Linked DNA regions of Sus scrofa: all the other regions are linked to region 2. The links are chromatin contacts, called in public HiChIP or PLAC-seq maps. All regions are on one chromosome and are shown on one strand. Each heading gives the region's core, a stretch centred on a gene start, on an enhancer-like site or on the middle of the called end of the contact. The rest is flanking DNA. Distances are from core to core; before and after follow the strand shown. Region 1 overlaps AMOTL1 (angiomotin-like protein 1). Region 2 has its middle 61 kb from the start of CWC15. Region 3 overlaps AMOTL1 (angiomotin-like protein 1).

Region 1 (3,089 bases), core at 366-2,865, 130 kb before region 2:
AGAGGAGAATATACACGTTGCCCTCCTTGCAGGGGGATTTGGTTGTGGGTTGAAGGCTCTAAATTAGGTAAAAGTTACTAGCCCAGGGCCCGGCTGCACAGTGTATGGCTGTTCAGTACATACTTGCTGACTACATGAATGAACAGTAGGTACTCAAAGCCATAGGTATAGTTGTTTTCTTTAGACCGCCAAATAAGGACTCATGAAAAAGTTCTCCAAAGGAATTTTCCATAATGAGATCTGAAACAACGACCAGAAAAACTGTCTCTAGCTTCCTTCAGCACAGTTCAATCTGTATGCCAGTGCCGAGTCCCTGGGACAGGAAACCTCTTATGGTTTCCTGATGGTGCCACTACTCTACTCTCTCTAAAGGAAACTAGACCTTTGCAAGCAGCATAACTGGGGGCAGGATGGTGGAAGCCTGACGAGGAATCTGAAAGTGTCACTGAGAGCAGGTGGATTGGGTGTAAAACTCATCGCAGATTTCCCACTGTGGCTCAGCGGGTTCAGAACCTGACTAGTATCCACGAGGGTGCAGATGTCAGGCCTGGCTTTGTTCAGTTGATTAAATATCTGGAGTTGCCACAAGCTGTGGGGTAGGTCGCAGACGCGGCTCGGATCCCGCGTTGCTGTGACTGTGGTATAGACCGGCAGCTGTAGCTTCGATTTGACCCCTAGCCTAGCGACTTCCACATGCTACAGGTGTGGCCCTAAAAAGAACCACCCCCCCCAAACTTATAGCCACTCCCCTAATGTTTGCTCTCAAAGTGATACTACGCATGGCCCAGGAGGTGAGGTTTTGTGTCGGGGGTTCTTGCTGGTAGAGAGAATCAAGGAGGAAGGGAAAATAACCATTATCCGCCTTGGCTGAAAGAGCAAGGAAGGAGGGGTAAAATGCACACACGCACACATGCACACACACAGGAAAATGGAGCGGGCGTTTCCTTGCCAAAGAGAAAGCGATGTATTACTAGAAAAATATAGAGCCGTGTCCACTTGTTCCTGAATGTTAAGCACAGACATGACCGCCTAGCAAGGATGCTATTCCATCCATTGTTCAGGACTTCCAGAGTCTGAAGAGTGTTAAATAACCAGCTCGATCTGTTCAAGAAGGCTATGATTATGGTTTCTAGGTTACATTCTTCCTGGATGATCTTTCTGGAATATGTCCTGTTGGTGTGGGGTTCTCTCTAATCCGTTGTGCCATGGGGGGCACATTAAAACGGCTTGCAAAGACAAGTCCTTGCAAGGACTTCTCTCTCTCTCTGGGTCAGCCCTCCCTTCGCCCCCGTTCTCTCCTCTTCTCCCTCCCTCCCTTCCTCCTGCATCTCAGCCTCAGCCCCACCCCTCAGTCTGTCTCCTCCCCCCTTCCCCTCCTGCTGCCTCCTTCCTGTTCTCATCTTAAGTTGGAATAGGGACAGAAAAGGCAGTGCTTGCCTTGCGAGGGCCCTCCGCCAGAAAAATGGAACAGGTCAAATTATAAAAAAGGATTGAAAAAGAATGCTCTTTGGCAAAATGGGGGAAACAGATGTTCAGGGGTGGTTTTTCTGTCTCAGGCTGTCTGCTGCTTGCTGAAGAAACACACTCCTTACAGGCTGGCTGGATCGGACATTCATCATCACGGCACACACGGGGTTGTTTTAACGTCAGATCTGTGTATATATTTATCTCTACTTCATTCTCCTCTCCCTGTGACCTTTGTACCCCCACATCCAAAGTTGGCAAGATTGCTGACCACCTGGTAGCAGATTTATTTTCAGTCTCTTCGCAGAGAGTTTTTTTAGGACTGCCAGGAAGGGTGGACACTGGAGCTGCTTTCAGGTCACTGCTTGACAGTAAATACTTTAGGGGCACAGGGGGACGGATAAATTAGGGCAGTGGGATTAACATATACACACTACTATATATAAAACAGATAACCAGCAAAGGACCTTCGAGATAGCACAGGGAACTATACTCAATGTTTTATAATAACCTATAAGGGAAAAGATTCTGAAAAAGAAAATATATCTCTCTATATCTACATATCTATCTATATCTGAATCGCTGTGCTCTAGGCCTCAAACTAACATAGTATTGAAAATCAACTATGCTTCCATTAAAAAAAAAAAAAAAAACCCAGGGAGTTCCCTGGTGGCCTAGCAGTTAAGAACTTGGTGGTGTCACTGCGCTGACTCAGGTTCAATCCCTGGCCTGGGAACTTCTGCCTGCTGTGGGCACAACCAAAAAACAACCACCAGTAAATATTCTAGGGGAACTTCCGGTTTTTAAGAAAATAGAGAAGGGGCCCCTGGGTGCAGAACGTGGTCCGAAATGAACCCTATGGAATGTTGGGGGTTAAAGAAAGGCTGAATGTTGACGTCTCCTGCTGGAACTTGTAACCCGCCAGGAGTCCTTTGCTTCTGTCTCCCAAAGGCTTGCTATTTACTGGCCGGAGACCAAAAGGAAAAGTTCATTATGTAGCCCTTGTGGTTGGCCAGCCAGAGACCTCAGACTGTCTCCTTTAAAAAAAAAAAAATTTCCCCTTTTGTCTCTAAAAGCCATTTCCACCGCACACTTAAAAGAGGGATTCCAGGTTCTGAACATTAGCTATAGCCCGAGGAATGTGGCAGGCAGTTGAGGTCACTGTGGGACCCTCGTGAATGGGGTAGCTTCACATGACCACCTGCTGCCTTCATGTCCAGCGGGTCCTCTTGTCATGAGTGTAACTAGAATCAAACAGGTTAGCACATCTAAAGCACTTTGAACGGTGTCTGACAAATGACCAACTTTTTTTTTTTTTTTTTTTTTTTTTTTTTTGTCTTTTTATGGCTGCACCTGTGGCTTAAGGAAATTCCCAGGCTAGGGGTCGAATCGGAGCTATAGCTGCTGGCCTACACCACAGCCACAACAATGCCAGATTTGAGCTGCATCTGCTACCTACATACCTACCACAGCTTGTGGCAACACCAGATCCTTAACCCAGTGATCGAGGCCAGGGATTGAACTCTCATCCTCATGGATACTAGTTGGGTTCATTACTGCTGAACCATGGTGGGAACTCCAAATGACCAGCACTTAATCCATGTTACCCTTATTTTCCTGCTTCC
Region 2 (2,966 bases), core at 151-2,650:
GGATTCTCAGCATGTGGAGAATGTCCAGAGCCTCACTAATAACTCAGAAACATGCTTAAAGGAACACATGCGTGTTAGCTCAACATACCCTTTCTGTGTTAGATGAAAGATGTGGAGACAAAGAAGAGGCTGCACCTGCCCTCTGTGCCCTGCCCTCCAAGCTCAGAGTCTGGGTGCAAAGACCAGAAGGGACCACAATAGCACAAAAGTAAATGTCAAACTCGTGGGTGGGACAGGTCGCTCTGTTGGTCTAAAGGAGCAGGGAAATAGAAAGGCAGGCGACAGGTGAGTTGCATGTGGATGAGTGAGAAAAGGAGACAGGGCTGGGGTCCGAGGGCAGAAGAGACGGTGGCACAGAGCCAGGGCATGCACAGGACACCTGGGCTCTGGTCTGCAGGGCAGGTGGAAATAAGGCTGGGTGGCCGTGCCCTGAGCTGCTGTGCCAAAGACTCCAGCCTTCGTCCTGTGGCCATCGATGTTGGGAGCTGGCAAAGGAATATTTAATCAGGACTGGAATTGGATGGAAGATATTTTATAGGAAGATAACTAAGGGCTGCACTGAGTCCACAATGTGAGGAAGGGACAATAATGACACTGGGTGTTTCTGTTTTCTGCGGCCAGGTCTCAATTACTCCCACACACAGGGCAGACACCAACCATTTATTTTGGGCAAAACTTTGCAATTTGGGCAGGGCTTGGAGGGGGGGTGGGGGTAGTTCATCTCTGCTTGGCTCAGCTGGGGGCGCTCAAAAGCATGGGGGCTACAGGAGTGGGGAGTCCTGGCACATTTCCCTCTGTGGTGGCTCCCAGGGGCTCTCCAGTGGTGGTAGCTCGGGGTGTCAAAGGCACATGGAGGGAGAGAAGGAGAGCAGGTGAGCCATGTGTTGTTTTGTGCAGAAGACCAGGAAGCGAGTTGCTTCACTTGCCTTGTTGGGGTAGAAGTGGTGGGGGTGTTAATCTGTCTGGCCAGAGGCAAGGGATAAACCAACCAATGAGGTGGGGCTGAGGTGGGGGTGGGAGGGAGGCGTTTGCAGACCCCGTGCAGCTTCACAGACATTGGAAAGTACAGAGAGCTGGCCCCAAACCCAGGGGTGTGGCCAATGCATTGAGTCAGGGCTCACAGCTGTGCCCCAGGAGGGCAGGGGGGCCTGGATTTAGGATAAATGGGTCAAGAATGCATAACAAAGGAGCTGCAGACAAGGAGGCAGGAGCCGCCTGGAATCGTCAGCATCTGATCACCTAAGACCTCCATTCTTAGCCGAGCCCACTTTTGCTCTAAGGAGAAAGCCGAGCGCTCTTTGGTTGTATATGGGAAGGCACACGGTCCTCCCTGGCATGCTGCATGCCCTGCATACTGACTTCTTCAGCTTGAGCCAGCCTGCAGTCCTCCTCTGGCATAGAGCCGGGCTTTGGCAGACCGATGCCCAGCATTTTGGGAGCAGGGCTGAGAGAGAACTTAGCAGAGAGGAGAGACCCGGAGCCTCCCGACTGCGTTCCTGCTCCTGGTTCCCATTGTCCCGGCCCCTGCGCCCTCCCGTCCTGCTGGTGAAACGGCTAGATGCCAAAACACCTCTCCTCTGGCCCAAGCTGGTGAGTCGGGTCCCTCTGGGTACCATTCCCTAGCGTCCCAAGCAAGGCAAGCGCAGGAGGGCTCAGGGCGAGCAGCTTGCCTCCTACACCCACAGTGAGGCTTAGTCAGAGAATCCAGGGCACCGCCTCTTTCCAGACGCTGCCAAGCCAGACCTTGGCGTGTGGATACTGCGGACCCCATGGTCAGACCGTGGATGGTTCCAAATGTCAGAACGCCCCCCCACACCCCTTCTCTAGGATCAACTCCACTGGCTTCCTTGTCAGCTCCACCTGCTTTTTGTTCCTTTCCTTTTGGAAAAACAGGAACGAACATTAAAGACGATAGATATGCCTTAAATTTCCACCCTCCTGACAGCAGCCACGGGCCTCCAGAGAGTCCCGAGCTAGGACTCGCGTTTCAAGTGCAAGTTTTACAAAACTTCTGTTTACACACAGCTTTCAAAGAGCTCGTCAGCTTCACGTTCTGAAAATCCCCATCCCTCCCTTTTCTCACCTCCTTTGAACTTGGCCAACATCTCCCGCAGGAGATCTGAGTGTGAGCCTTCTGCCTTTCTGAAATTTGTTTGCTTGCCTGTTTTTCGCTTTCATCTCTCCCACAAGGATTCTAGGCGGCTAACAGCAAAGTACACACACACACAGAATGGCTAATAAAATAAAAGCAGGAGACCCTTGATGTCTGTGATTTCAAATTCCCAGTTTCAGCTCTTCTTTAATAATGATGCTGCAGATGAGTGATGTAAGAGAATTTTGAAATCCCTTGAAATTCGAGCCACTTGGCCCCAGCCCTTTCTTGGGAAGCAGGACAGTCTGCATACTCCAGAGTCAGTAAAGCATCATAGGCTCACCCCACTCTCTCCCCGAGGCCAGTGGCACCATTTAGGGTACAGCTGGGGTGGCAGGCATCCAGTGCAACTCACTGCCTGCCTGGCTCTGGAAGCCTCATCCAAGGCTGTGCTGATGCCAAAGGGGATGTGGGTGGGGAGGGGTAGGTGTGCTGATACGTTTCTGTGGGTCCTTCTGCTTCTAGTGTGTTTGATAATTAGATGCAACTTTAAGAATTTCTATAAATGGAGAGGGTATGGAGAAAAGGGAACCCTCCTATGCTGTTGGTAGGAATGTAAACTGGTGCAGCCACTGGGGTGAATAGTGTGGAGTTTCCTCCAAAATCTAAAAATGGAGCTGCCATATGCTCCATCAACAGATAAATGGATCAAGAAGATGTGGTATATACTTATACAATGGAATATTACTCAGTCATAAAAAAGAACGAAATAATGCCATTTGCAGCAACATGGATGGACTTAGAGATGATCATATTGAGTGAAGTCAGACAGAGAAAGACAAATACCGTATGATATCACTTATATGTAGAAACA
Region 3 (2,935 bases), core at 8-2,507, 150 kb before region 2:
CATGATATCTGGCCCCAACTCAGACAATCAGTCTGTGACGATGGACAAATGGAGGTGTCAGTGACAGAGTATAGCAGTGTGGCCGTTTGTGGGTGAGGTTCGGTCACAAGGCATCGATGTGGCTGAAATGTGAACGTCCTTATGAGCAGTTGGCTTTAGGGGAGCTCTTAGAGGCCTGGGATGGGGCTCAGGGAAAGGGCACAGGTCCTAAGAGGACTAGGGAGGGAGACAAAACGGGAATGTGGTGAAATGATGAAATGAGGAAACAGTCTCAGAAACAAAGTGGGAGCCTCATTATGTGAAACTCAGGCCAGAAATGAATGAATTACAACAAAAATTTGGAAGCATTTATTAGGTAGATACACTACAGGGACATGATGCTAAGCCTTTTTATTGTATCGATATAGAGGCTCACCATTCATTCTCACAACAACCTTTTTTTCTATTTTATTTTATTGCTTTTTTAGGGCTTCACCCGCGGCATATGGAGGTTCTCAGGCTAGGGGTCTAATTGGAGCTGTAGCTGCCGGCCTACGCCAGAGCCACAGTAACCCCAGACCTGAGCCGCGTCTGCCATCTACACCACGGCTCAAGGCAACGCCGGATCCTTAACCCACTGAGCAAGGCCAGGGATCGAACCCACATCCTCAAGGATCCTAATCATAACCGCTGAGCCATGACGGGAACTCCCTTATTCTCCTTTTACGAGTGAAAAAAACTGAGCCTGAAGAGGCTGAGAAACTTGCTCAAGGTCAGTGGCAGAGGGGGGATTTGAAACGAGGTCTGCCTAACACCAAGCCCCGCCATGCTCTTGCCCCACAATTCACCCTCCAACACCCCCTGCTCTGCCTTCTCCGTTAAAGGATCTAGTGGCCCAGTTCTGGATTATTATTATTATTATTATTGCTGCTTATTTCATTGGCCCAGTGGAGAAGAGCACCAGCTCTGAGCAGGGCCAGAAAACCAACAGTGCTGTCACAATGCGTGGATGGTCTTCCAAGACCTTGAAGCACCTGCTTCCCAGCATCTTTCCTCCGTGCCCGGCCCCATGTCCTTCCTCTCCAGCACCAGCTAGTCCCAGCTCCTCCATCTCAGAGGTCCACTGTGGACTAATGGGGCTTACATTTCTAGTGAGGTACCAGGGAAAGTTCTGGAACTATCTGGGCCTTGAAGTTTTATTCTTGGCTTCACAGAGTCCTCTGAGAACAGCATGATCTGCCAGGGAGGCTCAGTCATCCTGGTGAGTCAGCGGCCTTGAGGTAGGGCCAGATCCATGCAACATCTGCCTTTGTGCTATCCTCAGAGCATCTCGGGCAGCCACGAGGGTGGGTCAGCCTCCAGGGAACCAGCTAGGGAGGACCCAAGATGTCTGGGGGTGATACAGAGTTTCTGCTGGAAAGTCCCTCTGCCACTCTGGCTTCTGACACGCCTTAAATATCCTGGAGGACCTGGGCCAGTGGTTTTGCAAACTGATTTTAAAGGCCTGCAACACATTTTCCAAATGAAATCATATGCAGTGCCTGACACACAAAACATTTCTGACTGGGCAGTGTCAGCTCGTCCAGCTGCTCCTTTCGTTTGCCAGCTGCCACATCAGACGTGTGGGGATTTGATGCAGGGGGCCCCCACAGCCTTTCTCTGTGCATCTATAAAACACTTCTTCTTCCTGTTATAGATGTGCTCGCTCAGCTGTTTGGGAATCCGGCTGCCATTCACTCTTCCCAGGGGACCCAACCTGCTTAAGCTCCTCATTATCGGAGAGGCAGGAAGTGTGGGGAACAGAACCTGGCAGGAGAGGCCAGGTGCACTTAGAGACTCAGGGGTGCTGTTCTCACTCTGGTTATAAAAACAGGAAGGACTGGATTTCCCTCCTGGTGCGTCTTAAGGTCCGGGAGAGTTTGAGCATGTCAAGAAAGAAGGAAGGAATTTTTCTGAGAGTGATCTGGGTGCCAAGCAGTGCTATGCACATTATTTCATTTTATCCAAATCCTCATTGATATCTCTTCAAGTAGTTATTATCATGCCCATTTTGCAGATGAGGAAACTGAGGCTTGGGAAGGCACATGACCTAAGCCAAGTTCACGTAGCAAATGCCCGCAGAGGTCACATTCCTCTGCCAGTCTTGATTCCCAGAGCTCTGCTCTGTTCATTTCCCTTCTCTGTCCGTTTTAAAGGACATCTCCAGCTTTCTGTGAAGCTTGATCCTTTGTGTCTATTTCTCTTGCACGTCATGTGGTAAAAAGACGATTAACACGATGGAATCTGTTGTCCATGGTCTCCTCATGGCATTTGTTTTAGTAAGTTTCCTAAAGGTCTTTTCATTTTACAGAGGAGACCTCAGGCCAGGCAGGTTTGGAGACTTAGCAAAGAATAGTGGCAAAACCAGAGCTAGCACTCAGGTCTCTGCTTCTCCTTCCAGCACCTACACTATGCTGCTGGCCAAGGCCATGGCTTCTTGGAAAAGCCATTTTAATGTGAAAGAGAGGCTCTGCTGTAGCCCAACTGGACTGTTTTTTCAGGCCTCTGTCCAGGAAGCTGGGATCAAAAGTGGGAGATCAGAATGGTCTCTGCATCTCAGCAGAAACTCATATGCATCCTAGGGATTTCTCTTTTAATGGTTTAGTCATAGATTTCAGGGGCAGCAAATGTTTTTGCCCTTAATCTTCACACAGGGTATTTTGTCTGATTTCACTCAATAGATCCCACTGAGTGTGAGCTGGAAGTGTATGATTTTCCTCTGCAGGGACTTTGTGTATTTTTGGAATGCATCTTTATTCTGATTCATGGCCACATACACCTTCTAGTGTCTTCTTGGCTCAGCCAGAGTTTACTTCCTTTGATATGATGCTGGGTGAGAAGTCTTTTAAATCTTCATCTCTATTCCATAGCTGGGACCAGGAATCCGGGTGGGAGGCTGGGGATGGATGGATCCAAG

The links. HiChIP or PLAC-seq counts read pairs in DNA pulled down with a chosen protein or histone mark.
Region 1: a contact with region 2 is called in an H3K27ac HiChIP or PLAC-seq map of skeletal muscle. The contact joins two enhancer-like sites. A contact is called at or near these places in 6 of 47 Hi-C or Micro-C datasets (embryonic fibroblasts, fetal heart ventricle, heart right ventricle and 2 more) and 1 of 2 datasets of contacts at active chromatin or transcription factors (skeletal muscle).
Region 3: an H3K27ac HiChIP or PLAC-seq map of skeletal muscle shows a contact between it and region 2. The contact joins two enhancer-like sites. A contact is called at or near these places in 4 of 47 Hi-C or Micro-C datasets (embryonic fibroblasts, fetal heart ventricle, skeletal muscle and 1 more) and 1 of 2 datasets of contacts at active chromatin or transcription factors (skeletal muscle).

What each region holds. Positions count from the first base shown.
Region 1 is chr9:26,852,751-26,855,839 of Sscrofa11.1, forward strand. All of the region lies in intron 3 of AMOTL1 (angiomotin-like protein 1), which reads left to right. Among named protein-coding and RNA genes, the nearest start is that of AMOTL1, 42 kb to the left of the region's middle. Within about 2 kb of position 1,616, at least 12 of the 83 cell types and tissues checked have an H3K27ac peak or open chromatin away from gene starts, as enhancers often do. A contact at or near this core is called in skeletal muscle, where this site is marked.
Region 2 is chr9:26,984,766-26,987,731 of Sscrofa11.1, forward strand. No RefSeq gene overlaps it. Among named protein-coding and RNA genes, the nearest start is that of CWC15, 61 kb to the right of the region's middle. Within about 2 kb of position 1,401, at least 16 of the 83 cell types and tissues checked have an H3K27ac peak or open chromatin away from gene starts, as enhancers often do. A contact at or near this core is called in skeletal muscle, where this site is marked.
Region 3 is chr9:26,834,709-26,837,643 of Sscrofa11.1, forward strand. All of the region lies in intron 2 of AMOTL1 (angiomotin-like protein 1), which reads left to right. Among named protein-coding and RNA genes, the nearest start is that of AMOTL1, 24 kb to the left of the region's middle. Within about 2 kb of position 1,258, at least 8 of the 83 cell types and tissues checked have an H3K27ac peak or open chromatin away from gene starts, as enhancers often do. A contact at or near this core is called in skeletal muscle, where this site is marked.